Regions from separate parts of the Mus musculus genome. Here region 1 is linked to region 2. Evidence: chromatin contacts called from public HiChIP or PLAC-seq data. All regions are on one chromosome and are shown on one strand. The core of a region is the stretch at or near the end of the contact, and the rest is flanking DNA. Distances in the headings are between cores, read along the strand shown.

Evidence for each region. HiChIP or PLAC-seq counts read pairs in DNA pulled down with a chosen protein or histone mark.
Region 1: a contact with region 2 is called in an H3K4me3 HiChIP or PLAC-seq map of the SCID.adh cell line, with 32 read pairs. The contact joins the promoter of Il15ra here to the enhancer-like site in region 2. A contact is called at or near these places in 4 of 39 promoter capture datasets (3T3-L1-derived adipocytes, liver, macrophages and 1 more), 1 of 15 datasets of contacts at CTCF or cohesin (CD8 T cells), 13 of 484 Hi-C or Micro-C datasets (B cells, CD4 T cells, CD8 T cells and 9 more), 7 of 115 datasets of contacts at active chromatin or transcription factors (the 230-238 cell line, CD8 T cells, the SCID.adh cell line and 4 more) and 3 of 9 other capture datasets (adipose tissue, liver and pancreatic islet).

The regions. Positions count from the first base shown.
Region 1 is chr2:11,704,092-11,707,485 of GRCm38.p6, forward strand. Il15ra (interleukin 15 receptor, alpha chain) reads left to right here and starts at 1,621. Exons shown (of 7, transcript NM_008358.2): 1 at 1,621-1,853. The coding sequence starts at 1,757.
Region 2 is chr2:11,662,992-11,666,079 of GRCm38.p6, forward strand. All of the region lies in intron 1 of Il2ra (interleukin 2 receptor, alpha chain), which reads left to right. Among named protein-coding and RNA genes, the nearest start is that of Il2ra, 22 kb to the left of the region's middle. Within about 2 kb of position 1,635, at least 65 of the 459 cell types and tissues checked have an H3K27ac peak or open chromatin away from gene starts, as enhancers often do. A contact at or near this core is called in B cells, CD8 T cells, the SCID.adh cell line and 6 more, where this site is marked.

The DNA of each region.
Region 1 (3,394 bases), core at 371-2,870, 41 kb after region 2:
GCTACCTCTCCTTTTTTGATATTTGAAAATGTCCATCATAAAAGGAGTGTTTCTAAGTTTGAAGCACATAAAATGTTGGCATTCATTATACTTTTTAAAAAACGTGTGTGAATGCTGACTATACATTTGTCTGTGTACTGTGTGCATGCAATGCCCAAAGATGAGGGAGCTGGATCCCCTGAAACCAGAATTATGGACAGTGATGAGCACCATGTGAGTGTTGGAACCCAGTACCTTTGGAAGAGCATACAGTTCTCTCTCTCTCTCTCTCTCTCTCTCTCTCTCTCTCTCTCTCTCTCTCTCTCCATCCAGTACTCTTAACCGCTGAGCTATCTCTCCAGGTTTTTCATTGACTATAAGAGACTGGAATATGTGGTTTCTGATCCTCTCTCTGAATTTTTATTGTGTGTATTTCATATTTATTGTGCCAATCTTAAGACTCTTTAGGGAAGAGGGTCAAGTATAGAGCTCACTGTTGTCCACCATGCCTAGGGGATGGGTGACTTCAATCACACGTCATTCCATTCTTTCCAAACAGAATCAGCATGCGTTCTCTCAGTAGCTTCATTATGGTGCCAGATTGTATTTAGGGACCTATAGACTGAAAGGCAGGCGTGTCTGTCTTCTTACGCCACATCTACATATTTAAGGGCGTTTCTGACTGAGCACTCATGTCCGTCTGTCCCCCCACCCCTTCCCCAGATCTGGTCCTCCACAGTATGGGACTTAAAATTCCAGTAAAGTTTTTTTTGTTTGTTTGTTTTTTGTTTTTAATTAATCCACACACTTAGAAGGGGATGTCTTTCTTAGACTCTGAAGAGTTGTGTATTGACTAAAGAAATTATATGTGAGGTACAAAGATGAATAATGTACCTTCCTTCTTTCTTCCTCCTCCTCTTCCTTTCCTCTTCTTCTCTCCCCTCCCCCTCTCCTCCCTCCTCTTTCTCCTCTTCTCCTTTTCCTTCTCTATATCTTTTTCTCTCCCCCTCTTCCTCTTCCCTGTCTTTCCTCCTTTTTCTATTCTTTCCCCTCCCTCTCCTCTTCACCCCTTCTTCCATTTCAAACACTTGGCACTTTCTTGAGTTGGAAAGGTACAGCCGGAAGAAGGCAAAGTGTCCAAGGCCTGGCCACTGCCAGCACCACTGCAGGCAGGCAGCCAGGAGCAGCTGTGTGGAAGCCAGGAGCAGCTTGGAGCCCGAGTGCACCAGGAAAGTGACCCGGGTGTAGAATCGTCCGCCCAGAACTTCCCGTTGGCTGCACTGGGGCGACACCTATGCAGTCGCCCAAGGACACAGAGCACGGACAGTCAAGCTCAGGGCTACTTAGAGGGAAACTCTGAAAGTTGAAATCTGAAGGTCAGCAGCCAGGACAGATGACAAGTGAACAAGGCTGAAGTCAGGTGTGGGCGCAGAGTGGATTCAAAGGAGTTTGCCTCTGCAGGGAAGACAGCATTAAGGAATGAAAAGGGAGATCGCCGGCTTCTACGGGTGAGGGCCCCCGCGCGCGCTTCGGGGGACAGGAGCAGCCCAACTGGGGAGGGGGCGTCACTGCAGGCTGCCGGGGCTTCTTCCAAAGCAGGGGTGGGGATGCTGAGTCACAGATCTGTCACCACTTCGCACCTCTCTGCAATCCGGGGGCTAAAGCAAAAGCGAAAGCGAATACTCCTTAGCAGCGGTCTGGTCCTGGAGCTGAGCTCGCCACCTCCCAGGGACCCCAGCCTTGCGTCCCGTTGGGTCACTGCTGGGGACAATTGGCCATGGCCTCGCCGCAGCTCCGGGGCTATGGAGTCCAGGCCATTCCTGTGTTGCTGCTGCTGCTGTTGCTACTGTTGCTCCCGCTGAGGGTGACGCCGGGTAGGGAGCATCATGCGCCGGAACAGGGGAGCAGAGGGGGACCCCAACGCCCAGCTGAACTTGATTCGTGTGTGTGTGTGTGTGTGGGGGTCACATCTTCTGGGAACTGAGCCAGGAGTCCAGCTGAGAGGATCGCAGTGGGTCTGGGGGTGATGGAGGGAGCTGGGTGGGGGTGGGGGGACACGTGGAGGGAGCCTGGGAGAGCGCAGATAAGAGAGTGGCCCCTTGCCCTGCTCTAGACTGGCTCCCGGACCATACGTGCAAGGGAGTTGAGCGATCCCACCGGCGTTTCGGCGACTTAGGGAGAGCAGGTCTGACAAGTTCGATAAGACTTAAAGAACTTAGAGAAATGTGTGAGTGTGCCTCTGCCAGCCCACCTGGCGCAGCTGTGGGGTGTCGCGCCTGTGGGGTTCCAGGAGGGGCTTGAGGAAAAACCACCCTTCATGACTTTCAGGTCAAAGTAAATTAGATGGAAGGCACTGGGCAAAGTACTGCGCTCCGCGGGAGGAAAAACAAAACAAAACAAACAAACAAACAAACAAAAACCACGTGTGGAGCAGGCAGGTTGCGCATCTGAACGCTACAAAACAGGTCCAGGTTCTCAAGCGCACTGGCAACTTGGGGCCCGGACGATTGGAGAGGAGGAGAGACTGTTTTCCCATGGAAGAAGGGGTGTCACATGTTCCAGAATGTGTCGTCTAGATCTAATCTCGGGAAGAATGAATTGAGACTCCTAGTTTTGTTCCAATAGGTCTAGAAGGAAAGAGCGAGAACAGTTGGGTCTAGCAACGTCCGGACCCAGGATGTCGCATCTTTTTATAAACATGAAATTCTTCAGAGTCTGTTAAAAAAATCTACGTACTCCCTGCACAGAAATGTGTGTGAAAGCACATGCTTGCAAATGTGCACAGGATTTGGGGACCGAGGACAATGACGTCATCCATGGACTTTCCTGCAAGTTAGCAATTCCTTAGCCCTGAGTGTGTTTTAAAGCAAGATTTCCCAGTGATGGGCGTCTGACTCAGTCTCCTTGGAACTTGGTCATAGTTATCCCACACAGACTTGAGCCTGGGGTTGGCTCTGTAGGGGTGTTACGGGGCTTCATTTATTCTTGGGTCCCCACCCTCCATCTGTAAAGCTGGAGTGTGTTGGTAAATTCCTCTTAACTGGATAGCAAAGAATGGTCCTGAGATTTCAGAAATAGCCTGCAGATATTCCAAATAGTCTGAAAGTGAATGTGGTTTCAGTCCAGCTCAGCTTAGAGGAAGCACCTCCTTGCCTAAAGTTCGGGCTCCACTGGTGCCATCAACTGGCACCTGAATCTTGGTTTTAAGAACAGCCTTATTGGGTCATAACTGACTCCAGGAAAACTGCAAATATTTAAGTTGTATGTTTCTTTGTGTTTCAGGATGAAAGTTACACTCTTGAAACTATCACCAAACCAAAGCAGGGTTACACCCATAACTAAGAAGTTCCCTGTGTCCTCCAAAATTCTTATCTCCTGCTCAACTCAGCAACAATTTAACTTTTTTTCCTTTGGA
Region 2 (3,088 bases), core at 385-2,884:
ACATCAATAAACACTGCCTGGTACCCAGATGGCTTAGACAGATGAGACATCTCCCTGAAAGTGACAGCTGTCAGATGGGGAGTGGGGGCAACCTGTCTCCTGGAGGTTACATCTCTCTGACATGGAAGGAAGATTTCTGAACTTGGAGAACTCAGGGTTTTCCACAATTCACAGAAAGGGCGCAGAAAGATCAGTTTCTTTTTTATGAGTCTATCACTCTCAGAGCATTTGATCATGTTAAACAATATTCATCATGTTCTACTGAATCGTCTTTCACATACCCAAACACACACACACACACACACACACACACACACACACACACACACTTTCTGTAAGGCCCAACCATTGATTTGGTCTGGAGACAACCCTGACCTTGGCTTTCTTATCTGATCTGATGAGGAAGAGGATGGCTCTCAGGCAAAAGCCAGACTGTTCATCAGGTGACTCACACTCTTTTTTCTTTTTTCTTTTTTCTTTTTTTTTTCGAGACAGGGTTTCTCTGTGTAGCCCTGGCTGTCCTGGAACTCACTTTGTAGACCAGGCTGGCCTCGAACTCAGAAATCCGACTGCCTCTGCCTCCCGAGTGCTGGGATTAAAGGCGTGGGCCACCACGCCCGGCGACTCACACTCTTGTTACACTCATGAGTCCCTTATATAGTTCAGTCAATACCTGTCCCGCAGACACCATGCTTGGTGAGTGTTTTCTAACCTCCCTTCTCACTCCCAGTATATGGAAAAGCAGGAGGCAGCAGGGAGAAGAAGCCCTTACTCAGCGTTGGCTGAGCTACAGACAAAACATTTCCTTAACGACTCCTTTCTCAAACTCTGTCCACTTTCTTAGGGAGCCCTCCTTTGGAGTCATTTACCTAGGGCACAGGAGTCCCTATCGTTCTCATCTTAAATATCATAGATAAACCAACGCTACTGTCTCCCAGCCTACCTTTCCTCGGGCTACCGACTAGATCCCGAGTAAAAATACAAAGCACTCTGAAGGCACGTTCCAAAGCACGAAGGGTCTGCTCAGTGTGCGCTGGAAGACAAGAGTAGCTGGGCAGGGAGTACAGACAGAAAGTAGGGTGCAGCAGCCAGAAGTTCCCCCTCAACCTTAACTATCTGCTGTGTGACAGTCGACAGAAAGCATCAGCACCGCTAGAGGGCTCACTTCTCCAGCCCAGTCTGTCTCTTCAGGAGGTTTGAATGCCTGCCACTGGGAGCTCTCTGGTCGTCCTCCATTTAGGGGCGCTGTCTTATTGATAAAAGAACCACTTGCCTCCCGAGAACGCTTCAACTGTCAATATTGCTGTTTAATTCAAGGGGCACAGAAGAATTCAAGGCACAATTAATTCTAGTTTCATTTTGTTTCTAAAAATAAAACTGTTAAAAAAAATCAAGGGGAAGCTTTTCTATCTGAGGAGTGGAGGCGAAGCCATAAAACCATGTAAGGAGGATGGCAGTTAGGGTAAGAAGTACGGAGCCATGTCTGTGCTCCTTGATCTTGTTACTACATATAGAGGTCTCTTCCTGGGAGCAGAAGGGTTTGGCGAGAAAAGCACAAATGACCTCATCCCACAGCAAGGCTCTACCCCTAAAGGTTCTGCGATCATCCCAAACAGCGCCCCATGCTGGGGACCAAGTGTTCAAACATAGGTGCCTATGGACTGACATCCACATTCAAACCACAACAAGCACCTTTCCCTACCTGCCCTGTGCTGCAGCCCACAGGGAGGAGGCTTTGTAATTCCCAGAGTATTCGCTGAAGGAGTCACAAGTTCCCAGAACGTCTTGTATTCCATTTTTCCTGGAGACACTAGATCCCCAGATAATTGCTGCATTATGGTCTTATTTCAGGGAGAGTGACTGGGGAGAGATTTGGCAAGCATGGGACTACCCCTCATACAAGATGGGCAACATACTCCATCCTGGAAGAGTTTGGCGTTAACTTTCCCAGTGTAGGTCTCTGGTCTGAACCCTTGTATTGGGTTGATTAACAACTGCTGGCCGCTTCTTTGGCCCTGTGCCTACATGAAAGGCAAAACCACATCCAAGTACCTCGGAGTCTGAGATAGGAGTCTCCCAGGAGCCCCATATCCCAAGAATTAAGGTGGAAAAAGGCTGGGAGGTGAATTTGGGAGAAGTGGTTTGGGAGTATTCAGGAGGTAAAAGTAGAGAGGGAAGACGCCAGTCACCTGAAGTCATTTTAGACAATAAATTAGGATTCCTTTTTTAAGTTGTGTACATGGAATTCTCCTTCATGACCTCCCAGAGAAGCTTGTAAACAAATTATTTTTACTCATTTTTGGCTGTTGCGCTGATGTTTCTTTTATGACACCAGAGCAACAAGAGCTAAGAATATCCCCAATTTACTCTTAAGGGATTAAAAAGAATAAAATCTCTAGGGCTGCCTTTCCCATGGGCTCTTCTGCCTTGGAGTCTTTGAATAAGTTTTGGAACACATTTGGCAAGGCCTTTCAGGGAGAGAGAATCATAAGCAATTCTGAGAAAGGTTCTTTTAGAAATGGAAAATCTGTGAGAGTACAAAATTCTACAACTGTCTCCGTGACCCCACATGACCTCCTTGGACACTGGACTAGTTCCGGATGACTGTGGAAATTTCCATGGCAAAGCCTTGTCTAGAAAAACATCACCGAACTCTGAGGAATGCTTAGGGGTGCAATGTCATCCCAAAGAAAACTTATCTGACCTTTCTTAAAGTTATGCATGTGAAAGGTTTCTTAGCTTGTGGTTTGGTACCAGATTCCAAATATGATCAAGATGAATCCCTGACTATTTGCACTGACGAGTAGTTACTCAAGAATTGCTAAATTAATTGGTTTTGTTTCAGTGAAATTAGCTATAGAGGAGTTATTCTTAAAAGGTTTTATTTATTATTTTAATGTATTTAATGTGCGTATCTGTGCCTGTGTGAGTGCATGCACACTTGTGTGCATAGAAGCACATGCCTGAGTGTTATTAATGTCCATAAGATATTCCGGTGTGCCATTCTGCCTATTCCTTTGAGGCAGAGTCTCTCCCTGAACCTGAGGCTCAGACTCTCTCAGCTAGTCTGGAAGCTAGACTATTCGAG